Linked DNA regions of Drosophila melanogaster: region 1 is linked to region 2. The links are chromatin contacts, called in public Hi-C maps. All regions are on one chromosome and are shown on one strand. The core of a region is the stretch at or near the end of the contact, and the rest is flanking DNA. Distances in the headings are between cores, read along the strand shown.

The links. A called contact is a pair of places that touch in the nucleus more often than the background predicts.
Region 1: a Hi-C map of the Kc167 cell line shows a contact between it and region 2, with 1.9 times the contacts expected there. The contact joins the promoter of E(var)3-9 here to the promoter of CG42724 in region 2. A contact is called at or near these places in 5 of 107 Hi-C or Micro-C datasets (the Kc167 cell line, embryo, eye imaginal disc and 1 more).

What each region holds. Positions count from the first base shown.
Region 1 is chr3R:8,991,592-8,994,291 of dm6, forward strand. It overlaps E(var)3-9 (Enhancer of variegation 3-9), which reads right to left and starts at 1,358. Exons shown (of 4, transcript NM_141595.3): 1 at 1,086-1,358; 2 at 199-1,036; 3 at 89-136; 4 at 1-30. The coding sequence starts at 1,274. It overlaps CG11975, which reads left to right and starts at 1,662. Exons shown (of 4, transcript NM_001275465.1): 1 at 1,662-1,859; 2 at 1,945-2,031; 3 at 2,108-2,700. The coding sequence starts at 1,793.
Region 2 is chr3R:6,367,032-6,369,731 of dm6, forward strand. It overlaps CG42724, which reads right to left and starts at 1,257. Exons shown (of 8, transcript NM_001202255.1): 1 at 867-1,257; 2 at 1-800. The coding sequence starts at 1,054. It overlaps CG10286, which reads left to right and starts at 1,934. Exons shown (of 1, transcript NM_141392.3): 1 at 1,934-2,700. The coding sequence starts at 1,986.

The DNA.
Region 1 (2,700 bases), core at 108-2,607, 2.6 Mb after region 2:
TCAGTTGCTGGGCAAGTTCGGCTTCACCCTCTGGGCATTAAGTGTAAAGTTATAAACAAATAAAACCGTTGTAATTCTTCTTACTGACCTTCTAAGTGCTTTTTCAAATGTGCGTGTAGAGTGGCGTTTTTCACAGCTGCAAAGGTAAATGTGATTAATCCGATAAATTAGTTTTATAAGTGAGAATATTGAACTCACTTTTTCCACAGTATGTGCACTTTGTGCGTACGTGCACTGCCTGCTTGTGCTCCTTGAGAGTCTCCTTGGAGCTGCAGATGAACCCGCAAACGGGACACTTAACGTGCCGCTGTAGCTTGTGATACTTGATGTGAAACTTGATGCGCGATTCTTGGGCATTTGTGAACTTTTTGCCGCAAATATGGCATTCCCAGTCCTTGAGGAGATGGGTGCGGCGCATGTGCTCCATATGCGCATCCTGGTCGGGGGATTCGTAAAAGCATAGCTTACAACACACAACCGGCGAGTAAAGCGGGGGCGGAAGCGGGGCTGCCGCATCGTTGTCATCATCGTATGTAAATCTGACTATCTCCTCCTCCTCCTCCTCCTCATCTTCGGTGCCATCGTCGACCGTCCCGGAGAGATCCTCAATAGACGGTCCTAACATGCCGGACGTTAACGCATCGTTGTCTATCATGTCGAATCTGGAGTCGACTGGCGACGCAAAATTTTTGGGTTCGGGTGGCTGAAACTTGTCACTGTTCTGTAATGGCACTCGGGCCATGTGTTCCTCCTTAATGGGCACATGCGGTATGTCGAAGACGGCACACACGCGTCTACTACCGTCCTCGTCGCTGTTATCCTCCTCGTCGGTATCCAGATATATAAATCCGCAGAATTTCTCTTCCTCCGGCTCAATTTCCCGTTTAATAACGATGCCATTATGTTCGCGCTGGTACTCGAGCTCGCCGAACTGCTCCTGTGTCTCCACACAGCTGCGCTTGAATTTAATCAGCCGGTGAAACTCGGCAATGCAAGCGATGCACATGTACTGCGGTCGTCCGTCTTCCCTCGCAACCTTTGGGACATAAGTTAGGTACACATAGTACGATTCCACTACTACCAACCTTTATGTTCCAATCATTCATTTGCTCGAGAATCTCCGCCATATCTGCGACGGCGGCGTCATCCGAACCGAAAATGGGCTTCACAATCGCCTGGTCCATGTCCATTCCCATGGTAAAGTAAATTCCGCAAGTCCGGCAGGGTTCGATGGAGTCCTCATTGAAGCCATTCAGATCCGCACTGAACTCCATGGTGCGCTAGCATATATTCAATTTTTACAGGAATCCGTTCCACAAAGCGACCATTTTCCTTTTTGTTATTCTGTGAAATTGGAGGTGGAGCATCTTGGACAGTGTTGCAAAATTATACCCGTCGGTCGATAGTGAAGGATTGTGGGTGGTAGTGATGCTGGCAGTATCTAATTATCTAGATACTACCGATAATAGCTAGATCTTTAGCTTTAAAAAAAACCTTATCCAAAACAGCATTGCAGATTATTTATAATGTTTCTTTGTGTTACGTAACTACTCAAAAACTCATAGCAAGAAGTTCTTAAACCCAAAAATATCCCGATTTAGCGGATCGTCTTTCCTCATTGAAAGTTATCGATTCACCGCCCGGCCACTTTTCGACGATACTCAACACTGTGTCATTGTTTTTATACGAAAAAACACAATCATCCGCCGTCCGAGCAATTGTTTTCCTGCCTGCCCAGCAACTGTATTGAAAATCACCAGAGCCCGGGCTTCCAGCATCCCCGGAGAGTGCAATGAACCTCACAGAGCAAAACCCATATGGAAACGGGCTGCTCTACGCAGCCTTCAATCAAGACCAAGGTACGTACATATGTGCGGATGTGTGTTATTTACATATACACGATACACCTTATCGGTATAATATAACTGGCCTTTTGCGTTGCAGGATGCTTCGCGTGCGCGACGGACACCGGATTCCGGGTCTACAACTGTGATCCGCTGAAGGAGAAGGAGCGCCAATACTTTCCAGAGGGTATGATTGTCAAAAAAAGAGTGCGGGAGACTCCCACGGCCTAAAACAAATTCCATTGTCTACAATTCCGATTCAGGTGGTCTCAGCCATGTGGAGATGCTGTTTCGTTGCAATTACTTAGCCCTGGTTGGAGGCGGCATCCGGCCGCTGTACCCGCCCAACAAGGTGATCGTGTGGGATGACCTGAAGAAGTCCCCGGCCATATCGCTGGACTTCAATCAGCCCGTGCGGGCGGTACGACTGCGTCGGGATCGCATCGTGGTCGTGTTGGAGGGCGTGATTAAGGTGTTCACCTTCACTCAGCAACCACAGCAGCTGCACGTCTTTGAGACCAGCTCAAATCCCAACGGGCTGTGTGTGCTGTGCCCGCACAGCAATAAGAGCCTCCTCGCATTCCCCGGCCGTCGAACTGGCCACGTTCAAATTGTTGATCTGGCCAACACAGAGCGGGCGCCGCTTGAGGTGATCGCCCACGAGGCTGGTATCAGCTGTATTGCCCTTAATCTGCAAGGCACGCGACTAGCCACCGCCGGGGAAAAGGGCACCCTCATCCGTATCTTCGATACGGAAAGTGGCAAGAAGGTATCAGAGCTGAGGCGCGGAAGCAACCACGCCAACATATTCTGCATCAACTTTAACCACCAGTCCACAATGGTGGTCGTCGCCTCC
Region 2 (2,700 bases), core at 7-2,506:
CCTCCATGTCCCTCAGCGCCTGCGGTTTCTCCCAGACACTCTCTCCTCGACCGGCGTGGAAATAGTACGGTCTTCCATCGGGAGCACGATGCTCTGACCACTCTGCTGCTCGCGCTATAACCGCCGGATCGATAACACCCGGCTTAATGATTAGCGACTTGGCTGGCTTGTCTTGCATGTGCTGCTGTTGCTGCCAAGGCGGAATGCCCACGCCCCAAGGTGCCCCAGCTGGTGCCGGTCCTCCAGGAAATCCGTAAGTTGGAGGTGGCATACAAAACGGCGGCTGTCCGAACCCAGGAGGCGCCTGCATTCCAGGTGGCTGGAACATTGGTGGTGGCTGTTGCCGTACATTGGGTGGTGGCTGGGAAAGCAGCGGTGCTGCCGCATTGGGTGGTGGCTGGCTCATCAGGTGCGGCGGAGGTTGTGAGGTAAGATGTGACGACACTGGCGGAATCTCGACCGACGTCTCGCCTGCCTTGGCTTCCGTTTTCGCGGCCTGGGCAGGTCGCTTGGCCATCTCCTCCACCTCTGCCTGGGTCATTATCTTGACAGCGGGGCCATCGGGTCGAGACCAAGTGGTTTCCCTAGTTACCGCATGGTAATAATATGAGCGACCGTCCTCCGCCTTGGTTTCCACCCAGATTTCCGGGGGTCCTGTGACTCCATTTGCTCCGGAAGGAGCTTGTTGCTGCGGCTGCTGTGGCTGTTGTTGTTGCTGCAGTTGTTGTTGCTGCAGCGCCTGCTGCTGGGCGGTGTGCTCCCCGATGGGACGACCACTAAACGCATTGAAGGGCTTGCTCCTGTAATTGGGTCAAGGTAAAACAACTTTATAGCATTAAAACACCGGATTTTCCATGACAACGCACCTATGGGCCTCGCTGGGTTTTTCCTTGAGTATAGCAACGCCATAATTTGGGGTCTCCTGGCTGGTACTACCACTACCACTGCCGTTTCCATTGAGACCCGCTTCTGGCGGAGATTCCGTTGCCTCCGTCTTGGTAATCGGCGAACTGGCGCCATCGCTATCCATGCTCTCCTCTAAGCTCGCATCCATGGCACACAAATCTAACTGTACGCAACCTCTTACTTTTCGTTTTAAAAACCCCTGAAAATTTTCTACACTTTTCTGCCGCTAGAGATGTGAATACAATCCAGTTTACTCGACTTATCGAATTATCGAATAAGAAAGGCTATGTGGCAGCACATGAATGTCGTTGCCAGTCCGCTACTAAGGGACGTTATTTTATCACGTTTACAAAGAGTTACATTTTGCTTAGCAATAAATATGAATATATCTGATCGTATTTTCAAAGTCTGCTTTATAATTAGCTCAGCATGACCCGATCGGGGCAAGAGTTCAAATCGAAGTGTTTCGGTACTATCTCTAATCTGTTAACGAGAACACTCGTTGCTAATAACTTCTCTCTCCCTTGCGCATCTAATCGTCACTCGCCTATTATGCCACTCTTTTTAGACCTGGGAGCACTCTCACGCTATTTTGTTACCATCTAGAGGAATCGCTTAACTCAACGATTCAACTACCAAATAATTAAACGGTCAGCAGAAAAAAAAATTTGTTATTATCATACACGTTTATTTTTCCAACAAAAGAAGAGATACATATATGTATAGGAATATAAAGAAATAAATTTGTAAGAAATAAATATTTATATAAATAAATTGGAAATTTCTTAAGACAACGTGCAGCAAAAGACTCATATACTGTTTTGTGCCACATATTTTTTAAATTATGAGGTGGAAATAAAAGACAATACATCCATGTAGCTATTGTAAAAGTTTTTTATGGAATACCTGTGCTCCTTAACGTGACCAGTGATCACTGAATGCGAAATGCATAAAATGAAATCGATAAGGGTAGGCAAATGTTCGATGCTGCCAACTATCTGGAAACATCGATAGCACAAAAAGCCGCCGCCTTTTGTTCCAGCCCCATTAGTAAACACGTGCAGTTGTGTTTTGTTGCAATGGGAAAAGTTCGAAAAGTAAAAACACGGACGCCATCCGGCGTGGACACCTCGGCGGAAATCGATGTGGAATCAGCGGGCGAAGCGGAGGGCTGCGGACCCATCGAGGCGATTTGCGTTCACCTGCAGCAGGCGAACGTGGAGGAGAAGCTGAACGGACTGCACTCATTCGCCGTGCTGGCGCTGCGAAAGGAGAAGGTTCCCGAAATACGCGACAGCGAGTTGGTCCGGATTGCGGCCCCCCTGCTGTGCGATAAGGAGAGCGCCATCCGGAATGCGGCGGCCGGTGCCTTTCGGAATTTGTCGGTGTTTGGCACGGAGGTGTGCGACTTCCTCGTTGAGAACGACATACTGACCGCCCTGCTGACTCTGGTCCGTAGCTATGATCTGACAAAAGGTGGATTCGAAAACGAGCTGCATGCGGACACCTTCCAGCAAGCAATCCATCTGCTCCGAAATCTGTGCGAGAGCTCGCCCACCGCCACAGAAGCACTAAATCAGGCCAACTTTCTTTCCAGCCTGCTGCTGGGCTTCGACTACAGAAAGTTCGGACTCGAAGTTGCCATTTCAGTGGCCCAACTCGTATTGGTGGTGTCTGAGAACAACTCCAGCTCGTGGAACGTCCTGGCCAGCAGTACAATACTACCTGAGCTTCTTGTGGCTCCCACAGAAAGTCACGCGCAGCTTTACCTGAACGCCTTAGCTGCTGGTATCC